Linked DNA regions of Mus musculus: region 1 is linked to region 2. A link is a contact called in public HiChIP or PLAC-seq data. All regions are on one chromosome and are shown on one strand. The core of a region is the stretch at or near the end of the contact, and the rest is flanking DNA. Distances in the headings are between cores, read along the strand shown.

What was found. HiChIP or PLAC-seq counts read pairs in DNA pulled down with a chosen protein or histone mark.
Region 1: a contact with region 2 is called in a FOXA1 HiChIP or PLAC-seq map of pancreatic cancer cells. The contact joins two enhancer-like sites. A contact is called at or near these places in 2 of 39 promoter capture datasets (cranial neural crest and maxillary cranial neural crest) and 3 of 115 datasets of contacts at active chromatin or transcription factors (bone marrow-derived macrophages, pancreatic cancer cells and stem cell-derived neural progenitor cells).

What each region holds. Positions count from the first base shown.
Region 1 is chr11:86,320,652-86,327,423 of GRCm38.p6, reverse strand. All of the region lies in intron 8 of Med13 (mediator complex subunit 13), which reads left to right. Among named protein-coding and RNA genes, the nearest start is that of Med13, 34 kb to the left of the region's middle. Within about 2 kb of position 3,058, at least 28 of the 459 cell types and tissues checked have an H3K27ac peak or open chromatin away from gene starts, as enhancers often do. A contact at or near this core is called in pancreatic cancer cells, where this site is marked.
Region 2 is chr11:85,841,621-85,847,931 of GRCm38.p6, reverse strand. Tbx2 (T-box 2) reads right to left here. Exons shown (of 7, transcript NM_009324.2): 7 at 5,984-6,311. Among named protein-coding and RNA genes, the nearest start is that of Tbx2, 12 kb to the right of the region's middle. Within about 2 kb of position 3,366, at least 171 of the 459 cell types and tissues checked have an H3K27ac peak or open chromatin away from gene starts, as enhancers often do. A contact at or near this core is called in pancreatic cancer cells, where this site is marked.

The DNA of each region.
Region 1 (6,772 bases), core at 1,809-4,308, 480 kb before region 2:
TGAGAAATCTTCCCTGGGATTTTTATAGAAGAAATAATTTTCATAATTTTTAAAATAGTAAATACATTGTTGAGTTTCGTGTAGCAGGTTGTTGTTCTTGGGCAACTATCAGTGAGTTACTAAAATAAGATCAAGAATTACTGATCTTACAGGAGACTTGACCAAAATATCAGCTTTCTAATTAACTGCATTTCTGAAGGTTTGGTAGCAGAATGGTTTGACTTGGGATTCTTTGGGCAATTGAACTGATTTCATATTTTGAGACCTTTTGATAAAATTTGATTGTAAGGCTTTTGTCAAGTTTATTACTTTTTGGCGTATTAAAGGTAGATTATATGCTTTTACCACCACATAATAATAGTGGCTTTGGTATCTGTTACTGTACTTTGTGATTGGATATGTACCTATCCCTGTTTTCCCATGAAAATCATCTAAAGGAATGGAGTCCCTCCAAGTTGTGGCCAAGGTTGTAGGTTTTTTTGTTTTTGTTTTGGCTTTTATACATTAACTGGGTTTACTTGAATATATTGACAGACTCTTAAGTGTTGTGGTATGTTTCTATGTAGATTTAAGTTTTTACTTAGTTTTTTTGGGGGGTTGAGCCATCTAATTTTTGAAAGGCAACACTGTTGAAAACTTGTATCTGTTGGTAGATTAGAATAAGTATATGATACATTAACTAATATTTAACAGATTAAACTAGTTAACTACAATTGTTCTTGAACATAATTTAAGAACAGAATTGACAACTTTTGTTTACTTGGTTAAATGTAGTTCACTCCCTGTTTTGTTGTATGGCCTATGAGCTGAAAATGAAAGGGCCTAACTTGGTGGCACAGGCCTTTAATCCCAGGGGAGGCAGAGGCAGGCAGGTCTACAAAGCAAGTTGCAGGATAGCAAGGGCTGTTATACAGAGAAACTTTGTCTTGAAAAAAACAACTGAAAAAAAGAAACAAGTATTTCATTAAGTTTATGGTGTTTTATCTGTGTGTATGCACATCTTGTGCCTGTATTGGTCTGGGAGGTGAAAGGAGTATGTAGGATCCTCTGGGACTAGAGTCAGAGACACCTGTGAGGCACTGTGTTGGTGTGGGGATCAAACCTGGGTTCTCTAGAAGAGCAACCCCCGCTTATAACCAGTGAAGTATTGTTCTAGCTTTTGGATTTTTTAGAGAGTTTGAAAAAGTTAAAAAAAGTATTTTGTGATACATGAGTTATGACATGCAAATTTTAGTGTATATAAATAAAAATTTATTGGAACATATCCATATCTCATTTTCATACTGTCTGTGATGCATTCACTTGGCAATGGCAGACAGAATTGACTAGTTATGTATCACTGTATGTGGGTATACATTTTGGGAAATTCTGGATCCTTAGGCAATGAGACCACTGGGGTGTGCGTGCGTGCGTGTGTGTGTGTGTGTGTGTGTGATGTGATGTGATGTGTTGTGTGTGTGTGTGTTTGTATACACACGAACAGCTGCAACTCTTACTGTCTAGTCTCATAGAAAAGAGGTTTCTTTGTCTATGTAGAGATTTTTATTGGGCAGCTTTTTTCGTTTATAATGTGCTTTTGTTTTAGTTCTCTTGAAATAATGGATTTCAGTAATTTTATTTGAAGTGATTTTAGAGGAAGACGCTAAGGAATGACATTAACATTTCAATTCTTGGCCTTAAGACAAAAGTTTGCTCTTCGAAAGTTACTTACTTTCACATTTTAAAGAAATTCCTCCTAGGTTTATAGAGATTTTCATATACTAAATTAGTAAATGTGATTTTCCATGTATTTCTATAGTTTAGTGTATTATGATATATATGTATGTGATTTATTCCTCATAGATTAGAAAGCCAGTATTATTTCTGGGATATTTTATATTTGTTGTGCTGGTGGATTGGTGGATTGGCACACACACATCTATTGATATTTAATTTAGGACAACAGCTTTCCTAGACTCAGAATGCATGAATGAACAAGCCTCTTGCTGAAACCTATACTCTAGTGGAAGTGATAATTTGCTTACAAAAATTCAGTTCTCTTTCTAAAAAATTTAAGAGTGATATGTACAAGTCAGAAAATAGGATAATGTGACTTTTAAACTCTTGTGACTTGAATTTACTCATTTCATACTCAGAAATTTGAGGCATCATATTTTACATATAAAGGGTTTTCTTGTGCTTGTACTGATCTGAAAACTGTCTTCAGAATTGTTATTATCAAGGAGAAAATTTTTTAATTGCATCTTTTTGTTGGTAAGGGGGATTAGTAAGAGTAATAGGAAAAACTCTGAAAGAGATCACTTTGTCATACCATGAAGGTGACACATCCTTTAGGAAGACTTACCCACTTGTTTTTAGTATGGAATTATTGTTAGAATAATTCTCTGTAAAGACGCCTTACATTTTGGAAAGGTCTATATAGAACAATAGGACGGGGACTTTAATGTCAACAATTTAAAGAGCTACTTCTAGTAATATTTGTAAGTCCTAATTAGTAGTTTCTTTCTTTCTTTTTTTTTCAAAGATTCATTTATTTATTTTATGTATATGCGTACATTGTAGTTATCTTCAGACACACCAGAAGAAGGCATTGGATCACATTGCAGATGGTTGTGAACCACCATGTGGTTGCTGGGAATTAAACTCAGGACCTTTGGAAGAACAATCAGTGCTCTTAACCATTGAGCCATCTCTCCAGCCTGTAGTTTCTTATTCACATAACAAAGTAAAGAAATACGGCTGTTTACTGTTCCTGTTTCATATACATAAAGTATAGCCATGTATTTCACTTCGTCAATGGAGATCCTGTTCTCCCTACCCCCACCCCCGTCCCCCATGTCCTCCAAGGTTTTCTCTATGTAGTTCCTGTCTTGGAATGCTCTGTAGACCAAGCTGGCCCTGAAAGCTGGCCCTGAACTTGGACGCCTGCCTCCTGAGTACTGGAATTAAAGGCATGTGCCACCACACCCCGCTTGGATATCACTATTATTGCCTTGTAGGAAGTAGATTCTCAAAATTTATGTCAGTTCTCATTTATACTTAAGCGTTACTACTGCTAGAGCTTAAGGATGTGACTCATTGGTAGAATATTTGCCTGGCATGGAGAAGAGATGGTTTGATCTCCAGCTCCTAGAGAAACAATAAATGAACTCCAAAGTGGTTTTATTTATGTGAGCCTAACTTTAGATACATTTTAAAGTACTACTTAATAAAAAAATAATTCACTTTAGATACATTTTAAACCACTGCTTCATTAGAAAAAAATCAGGAAACCTAATATACATCTACATGAACAAAGTATTTTTTTTAAAAGTTAGATTAATTAATTTATGTGTTGTGAGTGTTTTGCCTGCATGTGTGTTTGTACCATGCATGTACCTGGTACCAGTAGAGGTCAGAAGAGGGTATCTGGTATCACTGAAACTGGAATTCCAAACTAGGAGTGCCCTATGAGCACTTGAAAATTGAACCTTGGTCCTTTGCAAGGACATTAAGTGATCTTAATGAATTACTAAGCTTTATTAATTATTTCCATAAACTTTTTTTGAAAGATAAATTATTTAGATTCTATTTTGATTGAATTTTTTATTTTTTGGGATGTGTGTGAGATAGGGTCTCTGTGTAGCCCTGGCTCTCCTGGAGCTTGTTTCACACACCAGGCTGGCCTTGAATTCACAGAGATCCACTGACCTCTGCCTCCTCTCAAGCCCTGGGATTAAAGGTGCCCATCACCATGCCCTAAGTCAGTGTAGTGTAGAAGCTAAAGCTACTTTAATAAAACTGATTCCATTAATGATTGGAATGATGTTTTACATAATAGGATTTTATATCATCAAGTATTCGTCATTTGGAAGACAGTGGTTGGCTGAGTTATGCAAATTTAAATGTTGGAATATTTTGTTATATTTAATAATAAAAAATGTATTTATGTCACCAGTGGCCTAATGTAACTTTCCAAATTTTTAAATGTTACTCAAAAGCTCAAATTTATCAGTTGTTCTTAATTAAAATGGCAAACTCGCTGTGTTTTAAAAGAACCTTATTAAGCAATTTTATCAAATAATGAAAAAATGGATAATTATGGTTTATCAAAGATTATTTTCCTATTTTGCATGTGACAAGATTTTGTTAAATGGCCACAGGTTAGTCTAGATCTCATGAAGCTGGTGGCTGGCCTCATGCTGATGGTTATTCTGCCATATTCTCCAAGTTCTGGGTTGTGGTATTCAGTGCCACCATAGTCAACTCAGTGATTTGTTTTTCAAATAAAAGTGTTATTCCATGAAGAAAAAAACAGCTAGTTTAGCTTTGACCTCAAGTAACAATGTAAGTAATTTTCCTCAAAGCAATCATTAACCTTAATTGTGTAGCAGAGAGGCTGCATATGGACCCATTTCTTCATACAGAAAATGGAAAGCAGTCCAAGTATATAAAGCCGCTGAAGTTTAATAAAATGTGATCCTCCCCTCGGTTTTTGTAGGAAAAAAAAAAGAGAAAAACTGAGTTTAAAGTAAAATTGGCTTTAAACATATCCTAAATTGATAGAGTGCATATCTAGCATACTGTACCAGCTCTGGGTTCAAACCTCTGTACATCATAAAACTCAGAAAACACAAATCAAGAAATGCCTGTGTATCTGGTAGCGAAGACAAGCGCTCTCACCGCTAGCACATTTGGTACTGTTCAAGGGTCTGACTGCTGCTGGTCTTGTTCCATCACTGTGTCAGTATAATGGGAAAGGCAATAATGTTCTGCTATGAAAATCATTTTAACTGGGTGTGATGCCACATATTTATAATGTCACCAGGCAAGAAATCCTGTCTCAAAAAATCTTTTAAATTAAAAGTTTTAATCTCTACAACAGGCAAGTATTTGAGTAACTAAGAGATGAATGATACTGTCATTATTTTTATGCTAAATTATTCTATTGTTTCTTTTGGAGGTGTCTGTGTTACTTTTACCTATCTTTATCTTCTCTTAATTAGGCTGCCATAGAGGTTTGGCATTCTATGTTTGTTCTTGAGTCCTATGGTACAGTAGTATATGCTGTTAATTACTGAACCCTATTTTTCAGCATCTAGGTCATGTTCTTGGAGCCACATACAAGGCATTTTTAAAAAAAATTATTTATTTTTATTTTATGCACATTGGTATTCTGCCTGCATGTATATCTGTGTAAGGGTGTTGGTTTCCCTGGAACTGGAATTACAGATAGTTGCTCTTAACCACTGAGCCATCTCTCCAGCACAATACAGGACATTTTTATTATTGTAGTAGAAACTTGTCTTAGAGTCAGCATTTTTGGCAAGAGTACTTCATAGACGATGGTTTTGTAATATGCCACATGAGAAGAGACATGGGGTCTGGTTACCCTTCTTCTAAGAATGTTTAATATTTTTAACTAGTTGTAGTGGCCCATGCCTTTAACCCCAGTACTTGGAGGCCACCCTGGTGTACAGACAGTTCCAGGACTGACAGCCATGGCTGCATAGAGACCCTATCTCAAAAAAAAAAAAAGTTTAACTTTGACTACAAGTTGATACTTTGACCTTTGCACTGAAGTTTCTATCAACTACAAATACAGTTTTGTTCTCTTGAGATCTTTGATTTCTTTTTTTTTCTAAAAGATTTATTTTTATTATTTTTAATTATGTGTCTTGAGTGTATGTGCCCATTAGTGTGGGTACCTGAGGAGGGCGGAGGCCTAGGATTCCCTGGAGCTAGAAGAGTTCCAGGCAATTCTGAGCTACCTAATAAAGGTGAAGGAGGTCTCAACCACTGAGCCATCTCTCCAGCCTAAGATCTTTTATTTCTTTTCTTGCCTTGCTGTGTTGGATAACTTTTTATTTAAATATTAAGCAATAGTGCATATTACTTGGTTATTAGTAATAGTTCCTTTGTTTTCTCATTTACTCTGTTAATGTAAAGAATAATACTGATTTATTTTCATTTCTTTTCTATTGCCATACCTTAAATTTTTAGCTAGGATAAACCCCATTTGCTTTATGATGAATGTTTTATACTTTGCTGGGTTGACTTGTTCCTAATTATGTTAATTTTTTGCTTCTGTGAATGATGTGCACTTCTGTTCTTGAAGAATATTGGTCTATGATTTTCGTACATTGTCTTTGATTTTGCTGTTTGGGTAATGGTGAATTTGGTTTTTCTGTGTCCTTCGGATATTGGTCATGTTTCCTTTGATAGTATCCAGTGAGATGTCCCAGACCTTGTGTGAAAGAACTATTCAGAGTGTTCTTTATCAGAAACTTCTGTGGAAATAAAACTGGTTGCCATTTTTAAAAACCGTTTTGATTTATTACACTTGTGTATTGGGGGTGGGCATGCACACGCAGCAGTGAGAATGTGGAGATCTGAAGACAGCCTGTAGGAATTGATTCTTGCCTTCCCTGTGGCTTTTCAGAATTGACTCAAGTGGTTAGCCTGTGCTAATGTTCTGTTGTAGATTTGATTTAGCTAACAAGGCTCCCAGAATTAAAGAAAATATACTACTGAATTTAAAATTTCATATTCAACTCTTTATGAAGTAATTTCTTTGTGTAAAAAGAAATTTGAAAATACATATATATCTTAGCCCTAACAAAATTATTAGATTTTAAGATATGGTTTAAGTCCTTCAGTTCAGAAATCCTTCATGGATGAAGAACAGGTTGTTTTAAGCATTTCTTTTCCTTTTCTAGTTAAGTGATTTCTCCTGCAGTGCCAAATACTGGGAGAACCTAGGTAGACCCATCTGTCAGTCAATTCTAGCACC
Region 2 (6,311 bases), core at 2,117-4,616:
AAAAAAAAAATAGAAAACAAAAAAAAAAAAAAAAAAAAGAAACACCAACCATGCCAACTATGCCTTAAGGAAGTCAATGACCTTGTAGGTCACAGAGATTTGATGAAATATCTACCCTCCCCAGAGGAGACATGGCAGACATGGGGTCTGGTAGAAAAGACTGAGCCCCAGAAGGCAGGGGCAGGAGAGAGCCCACCTGTCTGTCTTTAAGACAGGATATCATTATATTGTACAGGGTAGCCCAGTGCTCCCCCCCCCCGCCCCGGTCTCTCTCTCTCTCTCTCTCTCTCTCTCTCTCTGTGTGTGTGTGTGTGTGTGTGTGTGTGTGTGTGTATTGTTGTTGTTGTTGGAAGAGGGAGTTTGTTCTTCGAGATAGGAATGTCACTGTGTAACCAGTATAACCAGGAATGTCACCGAGTAACCAGGCTTTCATCTATTGGCAGTCCTCCTGCCTCAGCCTCCTAAATGCTGGGATTACTGGCATGAGGCACCACACACAACTAACCTCAAACCCTGTCCTTTCCTGTCTCTGCTTCCTCTATGCCTAAGTGTATGCAAACAAGACTGTGTTTGCACGTGGTCCAGCGGGAAGGGGCACCTGTACAGATATATACTTATGGCTATTGGTGTGCATGCGGTCTCTCCACGCGCCTGTGTGCACAGGTGACTGTGGTGGTGTGGGGGATGGGTGAGGGATGACCTAAGAGGTGTCTATTGCACAGGATATCAGTGATGCGACCAGCAATCTTATGGGCAAACCCAGAAAGCCTAAGGGCAGACACAGCTGCTCTGAGAAGGGAGGAAGACCCTGGGTGGGGACAAGAAGGAAGGACTGTGCATGTGCTCTGCGACTAGATAAAAATTACCCAATGGCATCTCTCATGTCCAGAGACCACAGAGCAGGAACCCTCGAGGCTCTGGGAAAGAACACTGGCTTGGGAAGATTCTGTGACCTCTCTTCAACCGGAACAGGTCTAAGCCTTGGTTTTTCTCTCTGGAACGGAAGTTCCCATTCCAAGAATGAGAAGGAAATGTGTTTGGCATGGGGTGGTGGCCCACAGCTCCTCTTGTCAAGCTGAGGAGCAGCTGCCATGGAGCCAGAGGACATCCTGTTCTCAAGAAATAAAAACAAGAGTGAAGACGGGCCGTGGCTACGTTCCCCTGCTAGACTGATGTGAAGCCAGCAGCCATCTTGGTCTCCTGGGCTTGTCTCTAAATCAGGCTACTTCTCCCACAGCCAGACCCTGGCCAGGACACCAGGGCTCAGCATCCGGCAGTCAGCAGAGGTCATGCACCCAGCCCTTTTGTCCCTTCCCAGCTGGGAGCCTGACTTATACCCACCATCACCTCATTAGCTGCTGCTGCCAAGGGCCCTGCTCACTGAATTGTGAAAGAGCCTTTTCCTTTATTTACTGGAAATCCTGGAACCCTTCATTTCTCTGAACCCCAATGTCATCCTCCGCGGTTCATGGTCACTATACTGCCCCTGACTTAGCCTTCACTGAGAGCGAGCCCTCATGAGAAAGTACTCTGAATACCATCAAGCCTTCAGTTCAGGGAAGGATTGAGCCCATGTAAATAGCCCAGATCTAGGGGATACCCTTTAGGAAGGGGCCTCAGAAGACCCTCCACTGGTACCGTTTTCTCTCCTTGGGGAGAACCTGCATTCAGTCTGTCAGCAACCCCATGGTGCTGGAGGCCAGAGTCACCTCACAACCCATAGGATGTGCCCCCTCCCAACTGTGCTTGGTGGGAAGGTTGAACTGTGACAGCCACATCCCACAGGGACTGGAGGCAGCTGGAGCCAGCTGGTTCCCCGAGGGTTTCAGAACCTGGAATGCTATTTCCTAATCGGGAATTCATCCAGGCCACCAATCCTGACCCCAGTCCAAGAAGCTTAGCAACAGTCAAAGTTCCCAAGGTCTGTGAGTGGCTCTGCCTATGTCTCAGGCCCAGGTTCCTCAAGGGTTAGGTCCTTGTTCAGGAGCCTTTGATGTCGGGGAGGGGAACGTTTCAACTAGTCTCTCACATATCACTTTGGGTTTGGTCCACACCATTTACTTTGCCAACCGGGATCCTGGAGCTCAGAAAAGAGAGTCGTACTGTTCAGGATCTCATGGCTAGAGGCAAAGGTTGGCTTTGAACTTCTCATTCAGTTTTCCTACTGAACATCTGCTTTGCAATAGATGGGCATCAAGTGACTGTTAGATTACCAAAGGTCTCATCCTATCCTCTGGTATGCCTTGAAGGTGCCGAGACTCTGGCTGGGGGGAGGCAACAAGTTGCTGGCTAAGGAAGAGATGCAAGACTGATGGGAACTGGGCAGGTTTCTATCCGTGTGCTCTTAAAAAGCGTATGTAGACTTATTCTGCCCGTTTGTCGAGCTGCTGGCATCTTTGGTACTTAGCTCCCCCAAATTTTCCCCACTCTGAGTGTGCCATTTGTTAGTGATCAGGTTTCCCCTCTTTACCCACGAGCATCCGACTCAAACCTGACTCAAACTCTGGTGGCTCACTTCTGAGTCCTTCTTACTTAGCATCTTCGGGAACTACTGAAGACCCAAAGCCTCCTCAAGACCTTTGGTTGTCTTGTAAGATTTAACCCTTGGTCCTCAAGTGCACTGGTCCCTGGTGCATACCTAACAGTCTCTTCGTGTGACCTTGAGGAGCTGAGGAGGTGGAGGTAGGAGCTGAGGAATGTCTTAGCCAACACTTACACCCAAGCTTGCATGGTTCAGTGGAGCTTCACACTCCAAAAGGGCCAGAGGCGTGTTTTCCAGTGCTCATAGATCCCAGCCCTGACTGTGTTTCCAAGAGGCCAGGAAAGCCAGAGGCAAGCGCCTTCCCTGTCCCAAGAAGAATCTGAGTCCAGCCAGGCACATCGAAGACCATAGCTTCTAGGAGCTGGCACTGCAGGGCAGCTCCAAGAGAAAAACCCACATTAAGTTTTGAGCTCCCTCGTCGGTGCCCGCAGTCGGCAGCCCACTCAAGTCCCTGGGCCTGGACCTACAGTGGATCTGAGATCCCTCTCCGTGCCCATTTCTCTGGACTCACTGCACCTTGGGCTCTGGCAGGGAGTGCTGGCCGGCTGCTTGACCGGGCCCTGTCCTGGAGCGCCATCTCGTGGGAACGTGGGGAGTTCCTGAGGCCTGGGACCTGGGAAGGCTCCCGAGTCCGGAGCAGCCAAGTGAGTTCGGGGTCCTTAGCCCATCAAACCCGATGGACAGACACGCACCCCAAGGGAGCCTAAAAGAAACTCGGAGGGGAAAACAGTCATCCGGGCACCAACACTTTCCCTGGTGGGTAACTTGTCTGCTCTCCAGAGGACGCGACACAATGCCCTGAGATCACCCGGAGCGCCCAGCCCCCTCCAACGCACGGGGTCGTTCTCCCCGCTGACTCTTGATCGTTGGCTGGACTCAGCCTACCGGGAGAGTGTTCCAAACTTCTCGGTCAAGGGCGGAGAGGCGGAAGGAGAATGGGAAAAGGAAACGAAGTTGGATTTAGGGTCGCTCCCAAGGTAGGAAGGAGGGCTCAGAGTTGCAATTCTGATCTCTCCCAAACCGTTCCCTCCGCGGCGGCCTTCACCTAGAGAAGCGGGGGGCGGGGCCAGAGCCCAGGCGGGGCGGGGCCCGAGCTCAGGCGGGACGGGATCGCTGTCGCGCCGCGGCGTGCTCCTCCCCGCGTCAGTGAATCCACAGTGGGCTGGGGAGGCTGAACCCGGTTCAACGCCCTCCAGGAGGACAGGGCCTTCTGCCGAGGCTCAGAAGCTCTGCACCGCAGCGGGAAGTTTGGAAGGAAGAAATGGCTCGAGGGTTCGGAAGCCTCGGATTAACCGCGTGGAAAATGCAGTGTCCAACATCTCGGAATCTATTCAGTTGCGCTGCTAGGGGTCTCACGAAGGCTCCAAATGCTGAATCTTCGAGTTCTCGGGTGTTATCACACCCAGTCCTAAACCAGCACAGTTCTCTAAGACCCCACACTCCCCATTGAGTCTCTTGGCGACACGCTTGGTCACCCACTTAACAGACCTCAGAGGCCCCTTGGTCACCCACTTAACAGACCTCAGAGGCCCCTTGGTCACCCACTTAACAGACCTCAGAAGCCCCTCGATACCCATCGCTCACACACTCCTCTCTGCTGACGGATTTGCCATCCAATGGCCCTGGTTGGGCAGGTCCTGAAGGGTTAAGGCAGCGGGTACACGGGCGCTTGAGCTAATTGGCGACCCCCAGAGACAATGAAGACTGGAAGGCTGGGAAGGCTGGTGGCTTAATTGGGCCTGGGAGTGGCCAGGCCTTTGTCTGGGACAAGGCCCAGCCCGTCAGCTGCAGGATTCCCCAAGCCGCACTTGGCCTTGCAGCTGGGGCCCAGCGGAGCACTGTAGTGGCAATCCCGGGAGGGGGGTGTGTACGGCCGAAAGCAGGGGAGCGGGAGGATTCTCCAAGCCGCGCTGCAGGCTCGGAAATAACACCAGACCCGAGTTGCTGCGGCCCTGCCCACCACCGCGTGTGCTGCCCCCTGGTGTCCGCAGGCCGAGGGGGCCCCACAGCCAAACTCTCGGCATTCTTTCCTGGTTGAAAGCGAGAGGCAGCAAGATGCCAGTGCACACGTTGCTTTGGGATTTTTTATTTTTATTTTTTACGGGGAGTTTCAACCCAAAGTGACCTCAAATAAACGTAGAGATAGGGAGAGACTCTATGCGAAGTAGGGAGGGACTTTCCTTGTTCCTGCTTGGTTCGTGAACCACATTGCCTAATCAGTCCAGGCGGAGCAGAACAGGGGAGCCATAGCTCACCTACGGTTGGGATGAGACCATCTACACACAGGCACGCACACGCACGCGCGCGCACACTCCACACTCTCTACCCAGGGAAACTTGAGGCAGCCCTGTCTCAGAGGAGTTGGACAAAGTTTTTTCCTTGTAAGTGTGTCAGCCCAGGAAGGTGTTCGGAGCATTAGGAGTTCCTGAAACTTTCAAGTCTACCTACATCTTCACTCTGCCCTTCAAATCATTGCTGATGTCCCCGGGCGAGTGGAAAGTCATACACGCCCCAGAGGTTCACAATGTCTAACAAGGCAATCTTTTGGGGTTGGACGTCAAAACCTCCTGGACTTAAAGGGATGAAGACGGGGTGCTCAACGACCACAAATCCAGAGACATGTAATCAGCTCCCGGAGGCACCTGCCAGCTGGATGAGGTTACTAGCTGTGGCCTTCTGGAGCGGCGTGGATGGGAGCTCTCCTTAACAGAGGGGGTCTTAGGGAAGCACCAGCCCAATGGGGCCAGTGGGACACAGTGGGACTCCCTTGAAAGTCGCCAGCAAGTTGATGCAAGGAGGGGATCGAAGATAAACAAGCTGTAAGGAGGGATTTTTAGGCCAGATTTTCCCAGCACCCCAAGCACCGAGTGATTCCAGAAGGCAGAGTGATGGGACAGAATTCTGGAGTTGGTGGTACTGAAGAAAGTTGGCCACTACCTCCTCCCCAACACACACACACACACACACACACACACACACACACACACACACACACACACACACGAAAGGAGAAAGAGAAGAGAGCAGGGCCCCGTTTCCCAGATCATGTACCCAGGAAGGTTGAAAGGAGGGGTGAGGAGCAGGTCCACAGTGTCCTAGAAAGGGAGTCGGGAGTCCAGGCCACTCTGTGCGTTTTGCGTTAATCCTGTGACTAGGTGCGGGGAGTGGCAGGAGCTGCGGTCACACAGAGTGGCCAGCAGGGGGAGCCCGGGCCGCGGGCCTGGGTCGCGGGGGCTGCGGAGCGGAGTGGCGCCTCCAGGCCTGGCCTGAGCCGGGCGCCGACGTCGGCGCCTCGGAGCCTCGCGGATCTGCTCGAGGCCGGGCTGCCGGGCCGCCATCGCCGAGGTGCAGCTGAGGGCCAGAAAGGGGCGCCCGTGTCCCCGCCTCAGTCCCTTCTTCAGAGCCCCAGCCCCGCGCGGCCCACAGAGCGCACAGCGCGGGTCAAATCGCATGATAGCGTTTTTATTATTTTCTCGCTTCGTTCTCCCTCTGGAGCAAAAAGTGAAAACCTGAGGTGGGGCCCGTGGGCCGGGCGGGCAAAACCGGGGTGCAGAGGCTGAGGGGTCCGCAGGGTGGGCCTTCCCTGGGGTTCGGTGCCTCCCCTTCCCCAGCAGCCAAGGATCCTGGGGCCCTGTACAATATAGATGCTCATGTAAAATGAAAAAAAAATTAAATGCTATGAGTTAATCTCTAAATATATGTACACAGCAATGTACACCTTCGAATAAATTAATACGAATTTGTATCCTCTGGGAACCTTAAAGCTTAT